Regions from separate parts of the Danio rerio genome. Here all the other regions are linked to region 2. The links are chromatin contacts, called in public Micro-C maps. All regions are on one chromosome and are shown on one strand. The core of a region is the stretch at or near the end of the contact, and the rest is flanking DNA. Distances in the headings are between cores, read along the strand shown.

The links. A called contact is a pair of places that touch in the nucleus more often than the background predicts.
Region 1: a Micro-C map of caudal fin shows a contact between it and region 2, with 5 times the contacts expected there. The contact joins two enhancer-like sites. A contact is called at or near these places in 3 of 18 Hi-C or Micro-C datasets (caudal fin, hematopoietic stem cells and an unstated tissue).
Region 3: a Micro-C map of caudal fin shows a contact between it and region 2, with 2.9 times the contacts expected there. The contact joins the promoter of smad7 here to the enhancer-like site in region 2. A contact is called at or near these places in 1 of 18 Hi-C or Micro-C datasets (caudal fin) and 2 of 4 datasets of contacts at active chromatin or transcription factors (caudal fin and embryo).

The regions. Positions count from the first base shown.
Region 1 is chr21:3,773,723-3,778,604 of GRCz12tu, reverse strand. No RefSeq gene overlaps it. Among named protein-coding and RNA genes, the nearest start is that of hnrnpabb, 9.7 kb to the right of the region's middle. Within about 2 kb of position 3,329, at least 5 of the 62 cell types and tissues checked have an H3K27ac peak or open chromatin away from gene starts, as enhancers often do.
Region 2 is chr21:4,022,828-4,027,622 of GRCz12tu, reverse strand. The region is part of intron 7 of ctif (CBP80/20-dependent translation initiation factor); the gene reads right to left. Among named protein-coding and RNA genes, the nearest start is that of ctif, 60 kb to the right of the region's middle. Within about 2 kb of position 3,257, at least 41 of the 62 cell types and tissues checked have an H3K27ac peak or open chromatin away from gene starts, as enhancers often do. A contact at or near this core is called in caudal fin, where this site is marked.
Region 3 is chr21:4,206,447-4,211,144 of GRCz12tu, reverse strand. It overlaps smad7 (SMAD family member 7), which reads left to right and starts at 2,087. Exons shown (of 4, transcript NM_175082.3): 1 at 2,087-2,676; 2 at 3,587-3,640. The coding sequence starts at 2,223.

The DNA of each region.
Region 1 (4,882 bases), core at 2,080-4,579, 250 kb after region 2:
ATCATCATCATCATATTATATAAACTTTAAACGACTTTCAAAACTCGCTGCGTGCCGACACCTCTGCACAAAAGGCTGTTACTCCGGTTTCACGGCGCATGAGCGGTGCCTATTATGTCGGCGTGCATGCAAACAACCAACCGGGATTCACACAGGAGTGCGTGAGGCGCGCGGGAATGGTTTTTCGCGCGCATGCGTCAGTTTGCTTTCACCAGCATTAAACCAGAGGGGGAGAGCTACGTCAGTAACACCAACAATAATTTAGTGACTGCATTTTATTTATTTATTTATCTAAATATTGGGAATTTATGAGTTCATTTAAATCAATAATGTCAACGCAAAATTATATTGGGGTGGCCAAAGGGGTGGCCACAGGGGTGGCCAGAGTTTACCGAGGGGTGGCCGTGGCCACCCCTGGCCACCCCTTGGAGGCGCCCCTGCAGCCAGCATCCTACAAAAAGCACTTCGAGCCTCATTTTGTGCATATCAAATCGCGAAATCCAAACACATTTGACTGCTTTGAATGGATACTTTTTTTTTTCCCATTTTTCCATAATAAAATATTATGGTGGGTCTTGAGATTGAATTACTTGCCTAGGTGGGTCCTGGAATAAAAAAGTTTGGGAATCCCTGCTCTAGGGTACAAATTAATACCTAAAAAGTACAAAAGTGTTCCTCTTAAATTTTTTAGGTACTAATATATACTTTTGAGGTACCAATATGGACCCTTTAAGTACAAATGCAGATCTCAAAATTGCGACCATTTTGGTCGCACATGCACCCGAAATATTATCTATGCAACCTCAAAAGTCCAGTGTGAACGCAGCTTTAAGCATCTTTGCACCTAAAAACACCAAATGCAGCAATTCAGGAATGGTTTAAAACAGTTGACATGTCAACTTGCTGCTGTAAACAAACCCTGCAATGCTTGTCCCACCTTCAAGCTCTTCTTATTGGCCTACTACGCTAGAACAGAATGCGAATGGATTGGTTAAAATCAGCTGTCAATCACTCAGTTCCGATACGAGAGAATGAACAACACTGAGAGATGTAGTTTTAGAAAGCACCTAAAGTTACAAATAATGACACGTCTGATTAGTGATCATGTAATGAATGTCAATCCAGCATTTACACTTTTCGAAGAGTGGATAAAAGACTTCCAGAGTTTAAAATCTGCAATGAAAATGACTAAAAGATTCACTGTAAAGCCGGACGTGGTATGGAGTTTTCTGGGAACAGTGTTTGCCACTGAATCTACACATTTTAAGCACGAGACGTTCTAACGTTATTTAATCCTTCATTTAATAGTCACGATGCTGTCAGTCATGCGACTGATATACAGCATATTGTTAACTCCCTTCATCTCGTTCACATCAAGCAGTGCATGCGTGCAGCTGGCCGGTGATGAGCGCATGCAGATTTTTGTTTATTTGTTAGTTGTGATTAGGGTGTTAATATATAATAGAATCTGTTCATGTAAATAAATTTTTTTTTTGGTAGGTGCGACTACATTTTGTCTGGTGTGCCTAAATTTCTGAAGTTAGGAGCGCCGGTACTACCAAGAAAAAAGGTTAATTTCGAGCTCTTTTGAAAAGGTACCGCCCCAGTAACCCTGTGACGCCCTCGCGTACCTTTATTTCTGAGAGTAGCGTTAGATGATATAAAGACACATTTCATTGTTAGTTTGTGTTTTTATTATTATTATTATTATATTTTTTTTTATTAATTAAGGTTTATGAGCACCAAGGTGATTTTCTCACCGTTTTTATATATTTTTTGACAATTAATTAACAGTTTTAATGACAGAAATTGCACATGTCCTGGTCATACAGATCTTAATTTAAATACAAATGTTTTTAAGTAATTAAATCATATTGTTAATATAACATGTAATTAAATACTAAATTAATACAAATATAAACAATTAAAAATAACTAAATATTTCATGGTAAAGGATATACAAAAACGTAAATTAATAACTCTGTTTTTTGTTTTTCTAAATGACTGCTTGTTGGGGCAAATTAAAAATGTCACGGCCACACTTTATAATAAGGTTTCATAGTTAATGTATTTACTAGCATGAACTAACAGTGATCTATACTTGTACAGCATGTATTAATCATTGTTTAACATTTACTAATGAGCAATTGCATGCAAGTCTCAGCCTTGCCATGAAAATAAATAAATAATTTCAACAAAATAGCAAAACCGTTTCTGCTATTTTTGTGTAAGTTTGTATTTTACAGTGCTTTAAAAATACTGAAAAATGTCTCTGGCAAAATCAAACATAATTTTTTGAAAACACTGACAAAGTCACACAAGTGGCAATTTCACATCCGTCACATCTATAACAACACTTTTTCCTCATAAATGTAAAAATGTAAAAAAATCAAATAAAATCTGTCATGTTTGTTCTACAGTGATCCAACTCTTCTCCTTTTGATTAGCATCGTTTCTTTTGGGTTGTGCAGTTTAATTCACAGAATTTCTACAAAGAATTTTGTATACTGTAAACTTGCAGACCTTTTTTGTCACATCCGTAACGCATGTTTATTTCCCTCATACAGATTGATATTTTTCTGCTTCCACAACTCTGGCTAGTTGTTTTGAAAAATATAGAGATGTTTTAATATTGTTAACATATGCTTCCTTTGTCAGTTTATGTTTTGAGATTTTACTGCAAATGTTACATCTACAACGCTGGAATTGCTCTAATGCATTATTAACATCCACATTTATGCTCGTCAACATTAGTTAATGCACCGTGAGTTAACATGAACTAGCAGTGAACAACTGGATTGTCATTTACTAATGTTACTAACATGAACAAATACTGTAATAAATGTACTGTTCATTGTTTATTAGTGTAAGTAAATGCATTAACTAACATTAACCTTTTTGTAAAGTATTACCAATGACATCAACCTTGTTCATTCAATCACTAAGGTCGTCCATTTTATTAACTGTTCCCCCCTCTTTTATTGCCAGCTAGCGACCTCTTCTGGACGACAACATAAAATACACACAACAAAATGATATATTCCTTTAACTTTAAACACATTTTCCCACATTTGTCATTACAGTATAAAGATACACACACAGCTGAAATGTTAACGTTATAACATTTATCGAGTCACTCATATAAAATCTTACCTGAGTAACGTCCTTCGGTTTGTTTCGGGTAAATAGGCATGCTAAATCAATCGAGTGATAGTTAATCGGACCCTTAATGAACGTCTTCATTGCGTTATTCAAACGTTGTGGCGTCGATTTATATTTCCTTAATATTTACGTTTTTTTGTTTTGCTATCTGACCGCGTGTTTACTTTAACCTCAACACAGGTGAGTCCAATCACACAAATTGATTCATTACATAGAATCGGTTCTCCAAACAATTCAGAAGAGCTGATTGAATTGATATCGGTTGATTATACTTTTCAGAGAAGGCGATGCTGTTGCGCGGTTTAATGTAACCGAAAATATACGTTTTTATGCATATATTGATACAAATAATCAATAAATAACACATAAAACCTGCCCTAAATATTTCAGTGACATGTATTTAGTCGAAATTCAAACGAACTGATTCGCTGAATTCGAGTTGTGCAGTTAAATGGAACTGAATTATTCAGTTTTGTCGGGATCTGACGTTTTTCGTTCAAACAAAAGCAAATTCATGTTGGAAAAGTATTTTATTTACCCGAAACGATCTATTTTTATCTATATATATTCACAAAAAACTAAATAACACATAAAACCTTGCCTAAATACGTCTGTAAACTTTAGTCATAATTCAAACGAACCGATTCGCTGAAGCGATTCGTGTTAGGTAAAATATAATAGAGGATTCATACTGAATTGTGTTGCTTTGTCGTATTTTGGTGCTTAATGTTCAAACAAAAGCAAAATTTATATTTGAGCAGTTTCTTGGAGTCTACACGATTAGGTTACTACTACTTTTGTCCAAATACTGTTTTTTCATGTAGCCTACTGCAAGTATGCACCTCAAGTTTTCGGGTTATATACGTTTTCCCCCAGAAATCTTCAGTGTGAACACTCAAAACTACTCCTAGTCCTAAGATGTTTTTCTTTTTCAAAATAAATCTACAAAAGTGCATTAATATACTCTAAATACTAAACGCATGTATTCACAGTGCAGTCTCCAGTAACTTTAAAGAAAATATCAATTAATGACAAATAAGTGCAAATATTGGCGTTACACAGCCCAAGAGCCACTGAAATCTGGCATATGACACAATATGTTCACAACTAGAGCTAACATATTTTGCAATTGCTGAAAAAAAATACTAATAATTTTTGCTATATGCATTAACATTTTTTTTTCTTTTTACATATGAAATCTAAACATGGTTAAATGTCATGCATTTTGTATAACGCCATTGTTTTTGCAAAAAGAAAATGGTTCCAAGAATCATTAGACAATTAACCTATAGTGGAGTCTGATCAGTGAATAGTCTAGAAAAAGGTGTTGTCTATAACATTTGTTCTAATAGTGAATGATTTTAGCATTTTCTACAGGTAACTAGTCTTAGTCCTCATTTGATACTGGATTGCACTTGTTTTGATGCTTAAAAACCTGTTTACAACCTGAACCAGACCCACCTTAAATCTTACTCTTAAGAGTTTGTATTAAAATGCAAGATTTAATTATGCAGCTACTCTGTACTAGCATAATTAATAAGCATAATCTACTGCATTTCATCATCAAGTCCCATTTAAAAAAAATAAATAAATAAGATAGATGCAAACAAGAATTTACGTGGCTTTCATCAAGTGGATAGGTGCTTAGGTTTTAAAAATGTAATCATTGCATTAAAATAAATAAAATGCAAGTGTCAATCAAAGTTGTTAACATTACATG
Region 2 (4,795 bases), core at 2,008-4,507:
CTCAGCTGGTCAGGCTGGGAGATGACCAGCTAAAACCAGCTTGACCAGCCTAGCCAAGATGGAAGTCCAGCCAAAACCAGCTATGTCCAGGTTAAACCAGGCTGGTCAAGCTGGTTTTAGCTGGATTTGGCTGGTCATTTTCCAGCCTGACTAGCTAAGACCAGGCTGGAAATGGCTGGAAACCAGCCTGGAAATGGCCAAAACCCCTCTAAAACTAGGCTGGTCAACCAGCTAAAACCAGCCAACCAGCCTAGGCTGGTTTAAGCTGGATTTTTTAGCAGGGATTAAATTAAATTAAAGAGGTGGCACAGTGGTCAGCAGGGGCGTAGCAACCAGGGGGGACGGAGTATATGTTCCCCTCACTTTTAGAGACGGACCATTTAGAAACAGGTGATTAATAATTATATGAATGTAAACTTTTGGATTTCATACAGCTCTCCCTCCCACTTTTAAAATGTCCACTACACCCCTGTTAGCGCTGCCGCCTCACAGCAAGAAGGTCGCTGGTTCGAGTCCCGACTGGGCCAGTTAGCATTTCCTTGTGGAGTTTGCATGTCCCATAGCCCAAACAAATGTGCTGTAGGGGAATTGTGTAGCCGCGCCGGTGTGTAGCCGGTGATAGTAAATCCATATGATGGCTAGAATGAGGAATTCTTCTACTTCCTGTTTTACGGTGTTCGACAAGAAACTTTTTGGTGCGTTACTGCCACCTCTGGTTGGCAATGTCACCAACCGAAACTTGCTTGATGGAAAGATGACTGAGTGAGAGGAGTTATTTCTAAAGCAGGATTTCTCATGACCAAACTGAGAAGTACATGTTAAAGGGTCACGAAACACCAAAACAAATGTTTTGAGCTGTTGACAGGCGTATATGTGTCCCACACTGCTATAAACACTATTAGGACACCTATATTTCACTAAAAAGTGTAAATTGGTTGTTTTTGCGTTATTTCAAGCAAATTCGTACTTCCGGTTTGAAACTAATTTTTGAAGCTGCGTCACGGCCATGACATAATAGCGTGTATTCCAGCGTGTAGACTGGACGTCTGTGCCAGAGTGACTCTTATTACGTCTTACAGTGTGCTGCATTAATGCATGAGTAAGGCTTAGTTCAAACCAATCAGCGCGCTCTATTGTGCAACTTCATTAATATTCATTACTGTCACAGTGTTTAGACGACACTCACGCCACGTTGTGTTGGCAAAACAAGCGTGAAGTGTTGCTTTTATAGGTTGCTGCCGTTAAGTTTTGTTTTCATTTTCTCTCTGTGAGAGCTCAGCTGGAGTCACGTGTGGATTAACAGTGTACGCGACGCTCGACAACAATAACTTGCGTGTCTAAGGAGGAACATTGTTTACCTGAGAGCTATTCTCATCTGCAAACGCTGAGATCCGGATTCGCTTGTAGTCTCCTCTTAATAAAGACGCGGCTGTAGTTGCTGTGGATTGTCCTGTCTCTACAGATTTGGTAAGTGAGCGACCAGTGCTCTTTGTTTATTCAGTTTGTTTGTATCGAACAAACTATTGCCTCGAGTGTAAACATGTTAGCACTACAACCAAACTTTAACCTCGTGTAGGATTTTGACCACATTTAGTGACCGGAATAACACACGCGGCTTTCTGACGCTACCTGCCGTGAGCATCTAAGTTTCCGGGAAATGCTGATGTTTTTTTTCTCTCATTCGCCGTGCGGTATCAAACATTGCATGAAAAATACACGCTTACAGCAGTTCCTCGAATCAAATATTTAGCTTGTCGCGAGGGACATGAATGAATTCTCTGAATGAAAGACAGTTAAAGTCCACCATTTAATAATTTGGCAAATAATTCGACTACAGACGCCCATGTAAACACAGTCGCGCGCCCAAATAGACACTCCCACACCGTGCCTCTTTTCTTCCTCCGACACTCCCCCCTAAACAGAGCTGGACACGCCCACTTTTCTGGCTTTTTAGAGTAGAGGTGTGAAAACACCCTGCTGAAACGAGGGGGTGTCATGGCCCTTTAAGATGCAGTAACAGTAGTGTTACGAGTAGTGTAGTGTAGGCTTGTGTGTGGTGTTCCTCTCTCTCTCTCTCTCTCTCTCTCTCTCTCTCTTTCTCTAGCTCTGAGTATTCGCAGGTGCAGCGGATTACGTTGGGACGGATCATGATTGGCGCTTGGATTGGCGGCGGCTATAAAAACCTGCAGAGAACATGGGTTCGATGGCTCCCCTCTCTCTCTTGATTCCCCGTTTGTGCTCAGTGGAGACTAGCGATCAAATGACTGTTTGCTTCTATCTCTTTGTGGCATTATGCGAGATGCCGATGTGTTTTTGTTCATTTTTAACCAGCGATTAAAGCCTGGTTTTCTGTCTCCCTGTCGGGCTTGGAGCATGCAGGGAGGTTTTGTTATTTTCGTTTTCTCCTGTGTTTGTTAGTAGGGAGGTAAGTTTTCTGTATTTTATTTTATTTGTTTTCTAGGGAAGTTTAATCTAATTTAGTTAGCTTGGTTTATTGTCATTTATTTTGGCTGAACCCCTCCTGATGTTATTTTTGCTCCTTATTTCTGTAAATAAATCATATTTTCTTGTTAATTCTCAGTGGTTGTGTTTTTGGTATATATTTTGGGGAGAGAGAGTGCGGGGGCACCAGGGATTTTATTTTTAATCCCTGTTATTTTGTTACGTTTTGGTTAAATCTCTTTTTGATTAAGGCTTTTTAATTTAATTCGTAACAGTAGCTTTTAGTGTAGTTAAGCTACATTTTAAGTAGAGTAGCTAATAGCTTAGCTCACTACATTTGTCAAGTAGCTTTCCCAACACTGGTAATTAAATACATAACACTAACACTGGACTTATTTTACATTTTATTTTTAAAAAATAGTTAAACACGTTATTTTTTGAGTACCCAACCTAAAAACTGGAGTTTATTCTACATAAAATGCCTCTGATTCAAAAGGAAAAGGTCATTTGGCTAATATAATAAAGTTTGTTGTCTGAACTTCATTTCGTTTAACCGTAACTTGAATATATTGATGCAAACTGTTGTACTAATTTTTTTAGTTTGGTCTGAACAACATTTTTTAGAGTGTGGCTGTGGAGTAACTGCTTGATTCTTTAACCCCTAACAAATCCAAGAAAATTCTAAAACGCAATCTCTTTAACAGTCTATGAAGTGACGTCAGCCGGTGTCCCGTTCACAGTGTTTACATCAGTGTGTGCTTCCAGACGAGTTCTACGTTCCTCTGGAGCGTCTGCAGTGTTTGTTTTGGTTTGGTTGCCGAGTAACACGTCTGGCTTTGGTGCTGCGTAACTCGAGGCTGAGAGGAGTGACATCACTGCTCTCTCTGGACCAATCAGAGTAGCCTGAGCTGTTCCATTTGCTCAGTCACTATACACACACACACACATATATACAAACACATATAGTGCACACACATACATACAAACATACATGCATACACGCACATATGCATACACACACACACACACATGCATGCATAATATACACTACCTGACAAAAGTCTTGTCACATATCCGAGCTTTAGGAGCAGCAAATAATGACTTTTAGTTGATCATTTGGTATCAGAAGTGGCTTATATGAAAGGCAAAGGCCTCTAGATTACGCTTATTTGACCACAATAAAATATGATCAGGCCTTGATTTAGAATGATTTTAATATTACAGTAAGGTCTGACTCTGCTCAGTCAAAAACTGAACAGAAATAATGTCCAGTATAGAATATAAAGTCCTGCTGCAGTGGAGACAGAATGAATATTGTGTCTGACTCCATCATGAGCTTGGAGGACTGCATCATACATCTCTGCACTGACTCACATCACTGATTAATAAAGTTATCTGGAATGGCAAAGAAAGCGTTCCTGCAGGACTCCCTGAGTTCATCAAGACTCTTTGTGTTCATCTTCAATGCCTCCTCCTCCATCTTATCACAGATATGCTCAATAATGTTCATGTCTGGTAATCAGGCTGGCCAATCCTGGAGCACCTTGACCTTCTTTGCTTTCAGGAGCTTTGATGTGGAGGCTGAAGTATGAGAAGGAGCGCTATCCTGCTGGAGAATTCACCCTCTCCTGTGGTTTGTAATGTAATGGGCAGCACAAATCGTCACTTTAGAATTATAAGGTTCTATCTGACATTTTTGTCAAAATTGAGTTATTGACATTTTCTTATTAAATGACAGCTTACTTACATTATGGGATGTTTTTTTATAAGTTGATTACATTTTAAGACTTTTTATTTAAAAAAAACAAAAACTCTAGCTTGGCTCAATAAGGTACTTTCTGTGAGCCAATCAGCATTTTAATGCATGCACGAGGACCAATCAGGATCAGCTTTCTTTGTCATTTTGCTGGACTGCTCCATTGACAGCAGGAATGACCAGAAAAAAACAACACAAAAATCACACAAAATCAGAGTCGGCTAAATAAAGCCGCACCACACCAACTGAGATGTGTGTAAATGTGATGATTTAGAAGCATTTTTTGACATTGAGATTAAATGTTAAATTTGACACTGTTGAAAACGAATATGAAAAAATGTATATATCAAATGTGGAATATTTTTATTTGTGTATATATATGAGGTGAATCACTTTTCGGTGTTTATTAGGGATGTAACGGTATCAGAATTTCACGGTACGGTAATACCTCGGTATGAATGGCACGGTACGGTATTTATTGAATCATTTACAGGAAAAAACTAAACTTATGAAAATACTCCAAAAAAGTGCCAAAATGTCAATGACATACAAATTAGCCATCTATCTGTAAGCTTTGAAACAGGAACTTCAATTTTA
Region 3 (4,698 bases), core at 838-3,337, 180 kb before region 2:
TATTTTGCATATTTGTTATTTTATGTATACCTTAATATTGTATGCACCGTTTTTGAGCATTATAATAATAATTAAAATAGTAATAATAATAAAAACAGTTGAGCGCGCGCCGGCCGCCTGTGACCCACGCTCCCCCGCCGCGCGCCTTTGTGTCCGTCAATGATCAGAGCGCGCGACCCCCTTCATTCCCCAAAACCCCGCGAAAGCATTGAGTGTTTTGAAAAGATCGAGCTACTGATGAACAGATGAAAGCTCTTGAGTGGTTTGGAGATTGCATTTGTATTGTGTGTGTGTGTGTGTAAACTGTGACTCATCTGATGCACCAAAACTCGTTGCACAACCTCAAAAATTTTTTTTTTTATTATACTAACTGCGTGTGTCTGTGTGTGTGTGTGTGTGTGTGTGTGTGTGTGTGTGTGTGTGTCTACTTTAAAAATGTGTAATTTTTCTAACCGGTAGGCGGCAGCAGTTCGTGAGTTTTTATAGAGGAAATCCATTCACACAATCAAACATGATGATAATAATAATAATAATAATAATTAATAAGACAAATTAATTTAAATATTCATGTAATATAAATATTTGGTAGAACAGCAACAACAACAAAAATGATGATAATAGTCATCCAAATACAATGCAAAATAATATAAATAATAAAATAATATAGTATACAATATAAAAAAACAATAATACTATTTGGAAATTTTTAAATAAAATGTATAAAATGGTAATAATAATAATAATAATAATAACTAATATTAATTATATTTGTAATAATAATAATAATTGTAATAATAATTGTAATAATAACAATTGTAAAAATAAAGGTAATAATAATGATATTAATAATTGTAATAATAATAATAATACTAAATGTAATAATGTTAATAATAGTAATAGTAACAATTATAATAATAATACAAATAATAATAATACTACAAATAATAATAATAGTAATTATAAATGTAATAATAATAATAGTAATAATAATAATAGTAAACAAACCAATTGATTTTAAAATTTAACAATCCATAGTATATTGAGAATTCCGTATATATAACATCAATAAATATGTATATAAAAATAATAATAATAATTATATACCAATTTAATATTAAATATATAAACATAATTGTATATTGTGTATTTACTACATTTGTGTAAACCATTTAATATTTCCAGACTTCATGGAAAAGTATTTTTCCATGTAAACATGTCTTGATTGCTTCATAAACATTTGTTGAGTTGATTCTGTCTGTCTCTATGTGTGTCTGTCTGTCTGTGTGTGTGTGTGTGTGTGTGTGTCATACTTAATGTGAACTTACCTGTGCGCCTGGCGCCTGTTTGTGTGTGTATGTGTGTGTGTGTGTGTGCGTTCACATTTGAAACTACAGTTCGTCCCTCATAGCACTACAGTACAAATAGTACAAACACACGATTCTAAATCCATCTGTGACTTTATAAACTCGGTGTCCGATGTGTCAGTCTGACGGTACATGTTACTTTGTTTTATGTTTGCGCAACACAATGACTTTTTCCTGCCTGTTCTTTCTTTTTTTTAAAGCGACAGGGTGTCTAGACAATCACATGACCTGCGGCGCGCCAATGAGAGACACGGAGACGCGGAGAGAGAGGGACACACACACACACACACAGGCGTCTGATCTTCATCTCCTCCTCAGTCCTTCAGTTCTTCATCGACTCTTCTGCGTCTCGCACTAGGAAACTTCCCGCATTACCGATCACCGGGACACGGATTTTTTTGTGGTGGATATTTCAAACGCAAACCTGTTTTTTTTCCGAATCGCCGTCGAGGAGAGCGACAGATTTTCCTCAGCGGGTCTGATGTGGATTTAACGATTTAACGTGTCGGTTTGTGCTGCAGATTTGATGCCAGACCGAGAAAACGGTTATTAATCCCGAATGTGAGATCGCGGATGGTCGCTGTGGATTAACGAACTTGTGGATCGATGATTGCGCACTCGGTGTGACCGCGATTCGAGGTCGTTTCATTTCCAGACAGTCGCACAGTTTTTTTGGATTCCGCGTCGGTTGGTTTGGTGAAATATTAAAGTCTGGCGTATGAAACAGATCGCGTGCGCTTCTCCTGCTCGCCGTTTCTCCGCCGTCTGCTCTGCGCCTGTGGATTCGGACCTCCGGATCTTCATGACTTGCGGACAAAATGGCCGTTTTGTAGCCGGGGAACCCTCTTGTCGTCCCGCATGTTCAGGACCAAACGATCGGGGCTCGTCCGGCGACTCTGGAGGAGCCGCGCGCCCGTGGAGGGTGAGGGGGACGCGGACACTGGTACGCGCGGCGGCACCGCAGGCTGCTGCCTGGCCAGTAAGCCGAACCCCGGCACCGAGGCCGAACTAAAAGCGCTGACATACTCGATCCTGAAGAAGATCAAGGAGAAGCAGCTGGAGGTGCTTTTACAGGCGGTTGAATCCCGGGGGGGAGCGCGGAGCCCCTGCCTCCTCCTGCCCGGGAAAGCGGACGCCAGGCTGGGTCAACAGTCGTACCCGCTGCCGTTGCTGCTCTACAAGGTGTTTCGGTGGCCGGACCTCCGGCACTCCTCGGAATTAAAGAGACTTTCGTGCTGTGAATCTTATGGGAAAATCAACCCGGAGCTCGTGTGCTGCAACCCGCATCATATGAGCAGACTCTGCGAGCTCGGTATGAACATCAATCTGCTCACATTCACCACTGATGTTGATGTATAACACTGTGATAATGTGCTAAATATGTCTCTTGAACACAAATCTTGGTTTCTTTTGGCTTTGGTGCTTATGTAGGATTGTAATAACGTTCGTATAAGCTGTGGTATCTAATTACAGGTCCGTATAGAACAGAGAACACTGGGGGATTTGAACTCAAACTGTTCTGGCCATTGTGAAAGGCTCTTATGGTGCTTATGTAGCATTATAATGACACACATGTAGGTTATTGTAAAATCTACTAGGTGAGAATAACCTCAAGCTTCCTGCTAAACATCAATGTTGGCTCATGAATGCAGCACTTCAGGCTCCAGTGTGTCTGACATACTTCTTGTTTACTAAAAATGCTCAAATAGAATGACGATGATAGTATATTTGCGTTAGACATATTAAAACAGACATCAAGAGTGTGTTTGTTGACTTGGAGAAAACATATGTAAGTTATTTTAGCATATATAACAATGTTAGACACATTTAGGCTTTATTAATCTACCTTACTATTTAATCAAACAAGCCATTAGCATCAGGAATCAGCTGGTTCTGATTAAAATTATTATTCTCCGAGTGATGAATGTTGTGTTTCCATGTGGAGAAATGCAACAGACTTTTCAGCTGGACCTCCAGTCTGTGGTTGTTCATGTGAAACCCGCCGGAGGCCCCAGTGTTCAGTGAAGTTAGTTTGTGTGTGTGTGCGTGTTTGTGTGTGTGTGTGTGTGTGGAGTCTGGCGCCAGGCGGCCGTGTGTTTATCAGAGCTGTCCTGCCTCTAACCCTCAGCACTACACAAACACTTTTCCCAGAGAATGCCAGGCCTTATCATCAGCCCACATCTCCACTCACGGCCTCTCTCTCTCTCTTTCTTCTCTTCCAGAATCCCCCCCACCCCCGTACTCAAGATATCCCACCGATTTTCTTAAACCACCTGGTAAGTTGAAGTTTCATCTTAAATTTAAGCAGATGTCTGAAGCCTCTCAAAAGTTTGGTTTGAGTTGAAATGCAATGCAAATTTTTTTTGTTGTTATGTTTACTATGAAAATACCATGTTCTTGTGAAATAGTATGTGAATTAGCCAGTTTAATTCTACATTTAAAGCGTACTTTTAGTTTTAATATTACTCGCAGTGAAGGTTTTTTTAAAGATGTTATCACAATGTTTTAACACCATTTATTTACACTACTTTAAATGTAAAAGGTCTTAGTAGTAAATTTTAAGCAGTTTAAAAATTGAGATAAATAATGATTTGTGGTTATTTACAGTGGTAACATCATTCTAATAGTTTTTGCACACGACTAAAGTTGAAGTTTCAGCTAAAAAATGAGGTTTATGTTGTTGTTTTTTTAGTATGGAGGTTTAGTTTGAGTTTGAGATCAATTGCAGTAAATGTTTTAGTTTTACTATAGTATTCCAAGCATTTCACCTATTTTTAAAACACCCTATAATTTACCCTATAATAACTTTTATTTCTAGTTTAAGTAGAAGCTTGTTTTTGTTTTAAGTTCGCAATGCTAATACCATGGTATTGTTACCATTTAAATCCCATCCAACTAGCTTTCTTGTAAGTTGATGCTTTATCTTAAATGTATGCAGGCGCTGTTGAATCTCCTAAAAGCTTATCTTGAGTTCTTGAACATCATTAGCAAAGTGTTTTTAGACATATGCAATCAGAAAACCGGGATTCACTTATTTAATTACCATCCCAACAATTTTTTAATTAAAATTTAACCCAATATGGATGCTTCATGAGTCAGTTTGAGTTAGAAATCACTGGCATTTGCTAAAGTAATAGCTTGATGCAAATATAATAGTCATGAGTACTGTATTCCTTTAGTACTGTAAATTACTTAATGTAAACAGTAAGCAATCTTAGTAGTAAGTTTTAAGCAGTTGAAAATTGATAGAAGTAATAATTTGGGGGCATTTACAGTGGTAATAAATGGTAAAATCATTCTAATCATTTTCTGACACAACTTAAGTTGAAGTTTC